Linked DNA regions of Mus musculus: region 2 is linked to region 1. A link is a contact called in public HiChIP or PLAC-seq data. All regions are on one chromosome and are shown on one strand. Each heading gives the region's core, a stretch centred on a gene start, on an enhancer-like site or on the middle of the called end of the contact. The rest is flanking DNA. Distances are from core to core; before and after follow the strand shown. Region 1 holds the start of Kifc1 (kinesin family member C1). Region 2 holds the start of Ddah2 (dimethylarginine dimethylaminohydrolase 2).

Region 1 (5,416 bases), core at 1,593-4,092:
AAATCCACATTCTTCCAAATTCAGGCCCATCACAGCAACACCTCAGTCCCTGGTCTGTCTTAGTTAGGGTTTTACTGCTGTAAACAGATACCATGACCAAGGCGAGTCTTATAAAGGACATTTAACTGGGGCTGGCTTACAGGTTCAGAGGTTCAGTCCATTATCATCAAAACAGGAACATGGCGACATCACGGCAGGCATGCTGCAGAAGGATCTGAGAGTTCTGCATCTTCATCTGAAGGCTGCTAGTGCCATACTGACAGGCAGCTAGGAGTAGGGTCTTAAAGCCCACACCCACAATGACACACCTAACCCAACAAGGCCACACCTCCAAGTAGTGACACTCCCTGGGCCAAGCATATACAAACCCTGACTATTGGCAAGGTTAAGCCTAAAGCAAATAACTAAAACAAGTATTTGTTTAAAATCGGGTCTGCCTAATAGAAGGATTACATATTGCCTCTCAAACCCCTCAGAGATCTGCTGACTATTGCATTTATGGTGTTTAATGAAAAAGGCTCCCCCTGACCACAAATACCAGCTCCTGATAGCAGCAGGAGGCTGTCTCCAAAGATTTGCGGCAACTCACTCCCCTGGAGCTCGCTTCAAGTGTGGTACTACTGACCACTGGGCAAAGAACTGCCTGCTGGCAGGACCTGCGCAATTTAAGAACAACATTGGGTTGACTGTTTCACCGAGGTGAGTCGTTCTCCCAAATTCCTTCTCTGCAGAAAAATCTTTCAGATCTTCTGGGTGTGGCTGCTGCAATCCGGGACTGCTCTGCCAGCCAGCTGAAGACTGACCTAGCCCCCAACGAAGCCACTGAGATCACCTCCTGTGAGGATTTCGTCTTGCTCTGGTAAGCCTCTGTTATTCTAATTGATACATAAGGAAGATATTTGTTTTCCCTTTGTTGTCCAAATGTATCCTTCTCTGAGCTCTGTGATGGAGCTTTGGCTGCATCAGACAGTTTAGCAGCAGCAGGCCGTCCTTCCTGAGCCAGCTCCTATCCCAAGGCTGCAGGGGCCAGGTCAGTCCATCCCATGTGTAAAATCTCACAGGTTGGTTTACCTTGCTGTCAGGCTTCATGCCAAGAAAGATAAACTCCCAAAACAGGTTTCAGTAGAAGACAAACTCACATTTTGTCACACACTAAAACTTTTGCTTTTTTTCTAGAAAGTCACTAGGGAAATACTGTCTAGTTTAAAATTATAACCAGTTTGGCGAATTATAACCAGAAATTTTCTAGTGTCCCCCCATTAACATTTGTAGACTTGGAAACATCTCAAGTAAGGTCTTTGGGGGCTGTAGATTTAGAGTTTGGTGTCAAGAAACATACTATTTGGGCTGGAGAGATGGCTCAGTGGTTAAGAGCACTGACTGCTATTCCAAAGGTCCTGAGTTCAAATCCCAGCAACCACATGGTGGCTCAAAACCATCCGTAATGAGATCTGGCGCCCTCTTCTGGAGTGTCTGAGGACAGCTACAGTGTACTTACATATAATAAATCTTTAAAAAAAAAAAGAAACTGCTGGGTGTGGTTGCGCACGCCTTTAATCCCAGCACTCGGGAGGCAGAGGCAGGCAGATTTCTGAGTTCGAGGCCAGCCTGGTCTACAGAGTGAGTTCCAGGACAGCCAGGGCTACACAGAGAAACCCTGTCTCAAAAAACCAAAAAAAAAAAAAAAAAAAAAAGAAACATACTATTTATTTATCCAGTTATGTATGTATGTATGTGTGTGTGTGTGTTTCTTTATTTATTTAAGACAGGGTCTCTCTACAGAGCCTGGCTGCCCTGGAATTTACTTTGTAGACCTGGTTGGCCTTGAACTCAAGAGATCTGTCTGCCTCTGCATTCTGAGTACTGGGAACTGGGATTAAAGGCGTGTGCCACCAAGCCTGGCTTCTAGTTTTGTTTTGATTTTTTAATCTAAAAGATTGTTTATTGACCTGGGCATGGTGGCACAGGGTAGCCCTAGCATCTCTGAGTTCAAGGCCAGCCTGTTCTACAAATAGAATTCCAAGACAGTCAGGGCTACACAGAGAAACCCAATCTCGAAAAAACAAAATAAATATATATGTAATTTATGTGTTTTATATATATATATATATATATATATATATATATGCTTATATATATAATACGTACTATTGGGTATTATTTATATGTGTAAAGATATATGTTTATGTATATAATACATATTGTTTATGTATAATATATAATATTGGAGGCAGGAGGGGCACAGAAAACTTTGTGGCGAATTAGTTCTCACCTTCCACATTATATGAGTTTCAGGGATAACCAGTTTGCTATCCTCCCGGCCCTACTCTAGATTTATGACTTTATTACATCTCCAGATATGGGTTCCACTTTTTCTTCTTTGAGGACAGGTCAGCGCCATCAACCAGCTTCCACTTTTCGGACCTGAGAAAGTGGACCAAGAGCGACCTCGGTGTAACAGTCTCCAGTCTACAGGGTTGGCGAGGAGGTGTGCAAGTTCAGCAGTATCCGCTAGGTGGCGCTCGCTCCGCCCCGACCCCGCTCAGGCACATGCGTATTGCCTCCCCCACGCCACTCCTCCACACAAGCGCACTTCTGACGCAACCAGAGACCTCAGGAAGCCGCGCTCGGCGCTCGGGAGGGGGAGAGGGAGAAAAGAGGAAGAGCGGATCCGGAAGTAGGATCCAAGGGGTCTAGTTCTGGTGCTCTAGCGGACTAGAAGAGTCGCGACTCAGGGGGCGTGGCCCCGGAGGCGGAGGGCACCGTGATTGGCTCGCGACCGCGGCGCCGGCGCGGATTGGCCTCTGCGGATTGAAGTGCGTTGACTGCGCGGAGGTTGAAATTCAAAAGTGGCGGGTGTGGCTGATTGGCCTGGCTCCTGGACAGCCTGGCTTCGGCGTTTTGCGGCGCGAGCCCTTGAGAGGACGCGGGTCTCATCGTCCTGCCTGCTGCCTTTGCACCCTTTCTGTGCGGACCACCATGGACGTGCAGGCGCAGGTGAGTGCGGCGGAGACGACCTCGCGCCAAGATCGGAGGACGCAGGCCGGCCGCCCGGAGACCCGCGTCCCGGGGACAGGTCGGGGCAAGCCGTCCTGCAGGGGAGGGTCGCACCGCCTCGCGCCCAGGACACCAGCGGCCGAGTCAGTGAGGGCAACACACACACACACACACACACACACACACACACACACACGGCGAGGTCCCAGGACAGTCGCAGCGACGTTGGCCCGCCATTCCAGTCGTGCAGGCGCGACCATCCCGTGTCCCTTATCCCCCTCCAGCATTTCCCATTTCGAATTCTCAAGCGGATTCGACATGTTTGTGCTTCTCAGTTCTTACAGATCGCCTTGTGGGAGAAGCGAGGGTTCTGAAAGAGGCCTTGTCGCTTGTCCGCAAAGTACCTTTCTTGCTGATGACCTGTTGTGTTGCTGCTGGATCGGGATAGAGGAAGGGGAGAGGAGAAATGGGGGCATCGGCCCAGAGGATCCTTATTCCCTCGCCTGCCTCTTCCTTTTGCTCATTTGGACTGCTGACTAGTTTATGGGGGTGCCCTTCTTCACCACAAGCATCTGAGGCGTATGTGTGTGGCAATTAATGGACTGATCTCTCTGGTGTCAGGAAAGACCGGCCTGCATTCTTTGTTTACCAGCATTTCAGTCTAGACTGACTCACAGTCGGTGTTCAGCTTGAAGAGACTTTCTGGTATACTCACAGCCAAAAGGGAGAGCACTGCACTGTGACAGGTGACAGTTAAAAAGTAAAATAGTTTTTCTCAGATTTGTTCCTGCAGTATTTGCCAAGCATCTTCTGGCCCTGCACAGCTGTACTTATGTAGGAGACAGGAGTCCTAGCTACCAGTGAGCTGACACTCCCTGGGGAGACAGACATAATACAATTTGTATCTCTATTGGGAGGGAGTGAAGGACAGTAAAGGTTCAAGCAGATGGAAGGGGAAGAAGAAAGCTAGGAGGAACAACATTAACTAAGGTATGGAGAGTTAAAACTGGAAGGAAGAGGTCTGTGGTGCAGTGCTAGGCGAGCATCCAAGAAACACCTGGGTCTATAGTCCCCTGAACCAAAAGCAACGAACCATCCTGAAGTCAGTTGTGCACCTGAGGTCACCTGTGTGGAGGCTCAGACCAGAGCTTGGAGATTCAGGCCAGTGATACATTGTCTCAAAAAAAAAAAAAAAAACCAATATAAATTTGACCTAGTAACCTGAAGCTGGTAGCATGCCCAAGAATAGCAGGGTTTGCTTGCTGATTTGTTGTTGTTGTTTTGTTTGTTTGTTGTTGTTGTTTTGTGGTTTGTTTGTTGTTGTTTTGTGGTGGTGGTAGCTGTTTTCCCTGTGTAACCCTGGCTGTCCTAGAACTCACTCTGTAGACCAGGCTGGCTTAGAACTCAGAGATCTGCCTGCCTCTGCCTCCCGAGTGCTGGGGTTAAAGGTGTGCGCCATCAGTGCCCAGCTGTACTGTGTGTTAAGTGTGTCTGAGAGAAGAGGTCCTTGTGTCTCCCTTTCGGCAGGGAGAGAGAGATTTATACTGGTTAGAGTTGTCCAGAAAAAGCATGAAAAACATAAAAGGTAGTGCTTTTCAATTACTCAGTAATAAAGTTGGGTTTTTTGTATTTTGAAATAGGGTCTTACCATGTTACTCTGGCTAGTCTAGAACTGGCTAGAACTGGTGTACCCACTGCTTCTGCCTCCAGAGAGTTGGGATCACCGCTCTTGGCTTTGTTATTGTTTACTTTTTTTTTTTTTAAGGAAAATGTATGAGAACCAATTTAGTGAACCATCTTTTTTTTTTTTTTTTTTTTTTTTAAATCGCTGTCAAGGTGTGACTTTTTACATTATGGTGTAACATTGTTCTCTACAAACTCTGCCTCCCTCATAGCTTAGCCTGGGATGCATATGGCTGTGGCAGCTAAGGAATTGGTTACTGTACTGGCTAATTTGTGTCTACTTGACACAGGCTGGAGTTATCACAGAGAAAGGAGCTTCAGTTGGGGGAATGCCTCCATGAGATCCAGCTGTAAAGCATTATCTTAATTAGTGATCAAGGGGGAAAGGCCCCTTGTGGGTGGGACCATCTCTGGGCTGGTAGTCTTGCTCTCTTCTATAAGAGAGCAGGCTGAGCAAGCCAGGGGAAATTAGCCAATAAAGAACATCCCTCCATGGCCTCTGCATCAGCTCCTGCTTCCTGACCTGCTTGAGTTCCAGTCCTGACTTCCTTGGTGATGAACAACAATGTGCAAGTGTAAGCCGAATAAACCCTTTCCTCCCCAACTTGCTTCTTGGTCATGATGTTTGTGCAGGAATAGAAACCCTGACTAAGATAGTTATTTTATAAGTTATAGAGATGCTGCAACCCCTTGTCCTGTCCTGTCCCTAACCCCACCCCATCCATGTAGCCCAGAC
Region 2 (5,416 bases), core at 1,013-3,512, 1.2 Mb before region 1:
CCTACTCTTGTTTCTTCTGTACCCCATCATTACTAGGGTGTCCCTTTGTATTAGCTGAACATCTTAGTGAAGACAAGGGTTGTGGGCAATTCCCAGAGCTAGGCAACTTCTGTGCCCTAAACCACGCCCACTTTGTTGACCACGCCTTCACCATAGCCCTGCCCCGCCTCACCCTGACTGCTTTTTGGGCAGCCTCGCTGCTTCCAGCCACCACGGTGCGAGGTCCCCCCATGCCACAGAGGCCGCGCAGGTGCGAGGAGCCTGAGACCGGTACCGTTGAGACAGCGAAGTCCTAGAAGAGCAGGAGGATTTAGGGGTGCGTAAGGAGCACAGGTCAAGCCCTCTGGCATATTGGCCGCACTCATTCTCCAAACTTCTCTGGTTCCTCACCCGGAACGTGTCTGCCACGATCTCAGCTCCTCGATGATTGGTCCACTTGGAGAGGCCTACGAAAAACTCCCGGCCTGAATCCCGGGAGGATGCGAAGGTTTGAAGGCCAGAGTGAGTTTGGAGTCAAGACCTGAGATCTCCTAGTCTCCCAAACTCTGCTTCCCTTGCCAAGCCCACATAGGTGCTGACCATCCGTTGCCTCACCGGTGAAGAGGACGTCGGTGCCGTCCAGCGTCGCATTCTCATCCCCCATCTCCACAATTCGGAGTCCCAAGTCCTGGAGGGCTTTACGCACTCCATCAACCTTGGAGAAGAGAGAGCAGGCAGAGACATCCTCACTCCCTATTTTCTGCCAATCCCAGACATCCAGCCTCCTCCCCTCGACCTTCTTCCACCCCACCCCGCGCAATCCTGTTCTCCAACACACCCGCACCCGGGTCCTCACCTCAGGCCTACGTGCTGGGCTCCAGGGCCTTGTGATTAGGGCCGTGTCTCCTTGGATCACAGCCGTGTCACCAAGCAGTGGTCCCAGCGGCAGTGACTCCTCAGGAGGCAGTTCAAGCAGCTGCAGCCCTAGTCGTTGCCTCAGTTTACCTCCTAGTACTCCATGCTCCCTTTGAGCTTTAGCCAGGTCCAGAGCCGGAAGACCAGCGCCAGCACCTTCCCCGGATGCCAAGCTCTCGGGGACACCCCGGATCAGGGCATGGGAACAACGACCCAGCCCCTCCCCCGGCGTCCCCATCACATCCACACCGAAGCCCCTTCCAGCCAAGCTGTTTTGTTTTTTCTCTTGACTTCACTGGTCTAAGAGAAGAAACAGAAAGGGGTGGGGGTAGAAGAGAAAGACATGCAAAGAAGAGAAGGGGTGAGTGTTAAAAGCTCCTAGGTCTTCCTCCTGCCATCTCCAGGCGCCCCTCCCACTCTGCCCCACCCCCTCCAAACCTTCTGGCTCTGTGGACCCCGCTCAGCCTCCTTTCACCGGGGATCTGCTTTAAGAGGCGCCCAAGGGAACAAGACTTGGATCCTTAATCTCCCAAACACCTGTTGCCCCTGCTCGGGGCTCCGCTAGGTCCCTGCCCCGCGCCCCTCCTGGCAGCCGCTAGGATGCGCTCACTCCCCAAAAATGCGGCGGCCCCGCCCCCTTAACCCTCAGCTGCTCGCAGCAGGAGGGACCCAAAGTCCTGCCAGGGACCCGCAGAGGTTATAGGACTGGAAAAGAAAACTGGGTGGTGAATCAGGACCTGGGGTGTGAAGTCCCGTATGCTCGAAGGAGAAAGGGAAACGGGCGCAAACCCGAGGAACTAGAATCTAAGGAGTTAAGCATCCTCTCTCTCCACCCCGGGTCGTCACGCTGCCCTTCGAGCGACCCAGTACAAACCAGACTTAGTCCCGGAGGACTGGGAGAGGTCTTAAACGAAATCTGGAGGGCGGAGAAACGGGGGAGGGGCGCGGCGTGGAGCCACTCCAGGCTTCAGAACTCCGTACCCCTGTCCATCTTCTAAAGTCTACCCCGCCCAGCTCTTCGCCCAAGTGCAGGTTATTCGCACACTCCGTCCGGTGCAGGGACGTATGCAGCACCCCCAAACTCCAGTCTCCCCATACCGTTTCGGAGACAGCCCCCTCTTCAGACTCACCAGCGGCCACCTCCACTCCTGCAGCCTTGTGATTTCAGCCTTGGCCCCACCCCCAGAGGAGAGAGTTAATGAAGATGGGAGTCTGAGTCCTCAAGCTGGAGAGACGGATAGCTCGGGCTTTTGAGGGGTTCCCAGGGTAGGCGAGCTCACGTACGACGATGGGGCGGGGGCGCGATGGTCTGGCGGCTCCGGGGCATTGTCTAAGCGGGACGGGGCGGGACCTTCTAAGACCACGCCCATTCCGCCCTGCTAGGCCGCGCCCATTCCTCCAGGGCTGAGTGCCCCCCTTCCCTGAACTCAGGCACCGCCCCCAGAGCAGTGTCCAGGCCCACCCTGATCCTGCTAGCCCTGGCTGTGGGGTTACAATCGCGATGTGGACCACGAAACAGCCCTCTTATGGACAGATACAAAACATGGCAGCCCCTGTACAAACACTCCCCTCCCAAATTCCCAGCAGTTACACTGAGCTTAAAAGATCACTGACCCTTCTCTTCATTTGGAGCCCACTACACTTTAAGCCGTCTTTGTGTAAAAACAACACTAGATTTTTTTCCATTCTGTATTTTATTACTGAAATGCGTTGTCCTACCCACCCCATCCCAAAATAAAAATCTTACCCTTGTCCACTATCCTTTGCCTTATCCCACAGCCCCACCCCACAAGTGCCCCGGATTTCCTGCCCACTGGCAATTTCGGAGTGTGTCCATTATGCAGCAACGTGGAAGCCCCCCGAAGCCTCTGTGGAGAGCACAGAGTGGGTGAAGGACCCTTTAAAAAGTGCTCATTTGAGAGCCCTGGCCACTTGCTCATAGGCTAGCTCTATCTCTTCATCATCTGGACAGGTGGAGGCAAATTCTTCCCGGGCATAAGCGTTGCTCAAGTACCGATGCACTCCACGGAATGCCTCTGGGATGGTGAAGCCTCTGTACTTTTTGCACACCACCTAAAGGTTAGAGAGAGGTCAGTGTGTTAGCCCCAGGGAAGGCATGCTTGCTTTGCTTTGAAGCTGTTGAACTTTCTCTTCCTTTAGGGTCTGCCAGGTAAAAAACAAAAACAAAAAACAAAACAAAACAAACAAAAAACCGAGCCCTGTCCAGGATGCCAGACCAATGAACTTCGATTCTTACAAGCTTTTTTGCTGCCGTTCTTTTGAGATAGGGTCTCTCTGTGTCACGCAGGCTGGATGATCTCTGGAATGGTATTACAGACATGTACCCTGTGCCTAGAGTCTTTAAAAATTGTACTTTTAGATGTTATTTATTTAGGCTTTTCAAGACAGGGTTTCTCTGTGTAGCCCTGGCTGTCCTGGAACTTGCTCTGTAGACCAGGCTGGTCTCAAACTCTGGAATGCACCCATCTCTACCTCCTAAGGGCTGGGATTAAAGGCGTGCACCACCATGCTGGCTAGACTTATTTTTATTTTATGAGGATGGGCGTTTGTTTATTTGTATGACTGTGCATCAGATCCTCTGGTCTGAGTTACAGATGCTGTTAGGTGCCATGTGGGTGCTGGCAACTGAACATGGTCCTCAAGAAGAGCAGTCAGTGCTCTTAACCCCTGAGCCAGCCCCTCTAGAGACTTCTCACCGATTCTTTCCCTTCCATCCCCATCCTCACTACCCCCTCCCCCCCCACACACACATCACAAGATGGGGTTTCTCTGTGTAAACCTGGCAGTCCTAGAACTCACTAGCAAGTTCCATGGTCACTAAAACTAAATAGAAAGACCCTGTCTCAAGAAACAGATAAAGAGAGAGACAGGCTAAGAAATGGCTCAGTGGTGAACACCTGCTGTAGATGTTTGGTTTCCAGCGCCCTCAGTGGGCAGCTCCAGTTCCAGGGGATCTACCACCGCCTTCTGCACTCCAAAGGCACCTGCACTCACGTGTGATTAAAACTGAATATATACAGAGGCAGAGACAAACACAGGCTAGGGTTGTGGTTAGTCCTGGGCTCCATTATCAGTAAACACACACACACACACACACACACACACACACACACACACAGAGAGAGAGAGAGAGAGAGAGAGAGAGAGAGAGTTGGCAAAGAGTAAACATTTTTGTAGAGAACTTTGTCTCCTTTTCACTTGACTTCTTTCAGGTCATCTTTTAGTACCTTGATGTGGATGGGTTTTTTTAATTGTTTGTTTGTTTTATATTTTGTGCATTGGTGTTTGACTGCATGTATGCCTGAGTGAGGATGTCAGATTCTCTAGAACTGGAGTTATAGACAGTTGGGAGCTGCCATGTGGGTGCTGGGAATTGAACCCAGATCCTCTGGAAGAGCAGCCGGTGCTTTTAACCACTGAGCCATCTCTGCAAGCCATCACATCCCTTGATGTGAATGCTTTCTCTTCAATTCAATTTCAACTGTTTGTGGGCAAGAACTAAATGAACATCATTTGCTTCTTTTCTCGTTGCTTTCTTTTCTTTTCTTTTCTTTTTTTTTTTTTTTTTTTTTTTTTTTTTTTTTTTTTTTTGGTTTTCCAAGACAGGGTTTCTCTGTGTAGCCCTGGCTGTCCTGTAACTCACTTTGTAGATCAGGCTGGCCTCAAACTCAGAAATCCACCTGCCTCTGCCTCCTGAGTGCTGGGATTAAAGGCGTGCGCCACCACTGCCTGGCTGCTTTCTCTTTTTTCTTTTTCTTTGTGTGTGTGGGGTAGTGGTGGTAGTGGTGGTGTTTGAACCAGGCTCTTATTCTGTAGCTAAGGCTGGCCTCCAACTCGCACTGAACTTACTACTTCAGCCTGCAGCACGCTGAGGATTACAGGCAGGAGAGGAGACGCTCTGCCCAGCTTTCTTACTGTCTGGTGCCTCTCAGTTGATGGTGGAGTGATAGTGGCTCTGTGTTTTACTAAATTACACTGTAACTTTAAGGCCAGGACAGAAAGGAAACAGCAACTCAGGAAGAGTCCTTGAGAGAACCTGGGAAGCCTGGACTATGTGAAGAGTTACATCATAGACCTGGGAGAATCCTTTGTTTGATTTGTACATTTGGCAGTGATACAGTTGCAGGAAAAGCCTTCTTGGAAGCAACCCTGGATACAAACAGGCAGGCACACACATACACACAGACACATAGCCACACACATACACACAGGCGCACCCTCCCCCACATCCCAGGCACACACATACACACAGGCACACACAGATACAGACACCCATACACACAGGCAAACATATGCACACAGATACACAGGCACATACAGACACACATGTACACAGATAAAACACAGACATACAGTAAAACTGAATGCCACTCTTTAATGGATGCTGTATAAGCATGGCTTGTGTCATGGGATGTAATTCTCTTACTTGGGCAACAATTGCTAAGGGTGTGGTCCCTGGGCAGGGGCCCATCACTGGTAGCAATCTATGGAAACCATTCGG

The links. HiChIP or PLAC-seq counts read pairs in DNA pulled down with a chosen protein or histone mark.
Region 2: a contact with region 1 is called in a FOXA1 HiChIP or PLAC-seq map of pancreatic cancer cells. The contact joins the promoter of Ddah2 here to the promoter of Kifc1 in region 1. A contact is called at or near these places in 2 of 39 promoter capture datasets (cranial neural crest and hippocampal neurons), 1 of 484 Hi-C or Micro-C datasets (B cells) and 2 of 115 datasets of contacts at active chromatin or transcription factors (embryonic stem cells and pancreatic cancer cells).

Annotation. Positions count from the first base shown.
Region 1 is chr17:33,888,059-33,893,474 of GRCm38.p6, reverse strand. It overlaps Kifc1 (kinesin family member C1), which reads left to right and starts at 2,842. Exons shown (of 11, transcript NM_001195298.1): 1 at 2,842-2,997. The coding sequence starts at 2,980. It also overlaps a transcript of Smim40 not described here.
Region 2 is chr17:35,055,881-35,061,296 of GRCm38.p6, reverse strand. It overlaps Ddah2 (dimethylarginine dimethylaminohydrolase 2), which reads right to left and starts at 2,262. Exons shown (of 7, transcript NM_001190449.1): 1 at 2,025-2,262; 2 at 836-1,194; 3 at 595-694; 4 at 391-464; 5 at 173-292. The coding sequence starts at 1,132. Clic1 (chloride intracellular channel 1) reads right to left here. Exons shown (of 6, transcript NM_033444.2): 6 at 2,578-2,967. The coding sequence ends at 2,806.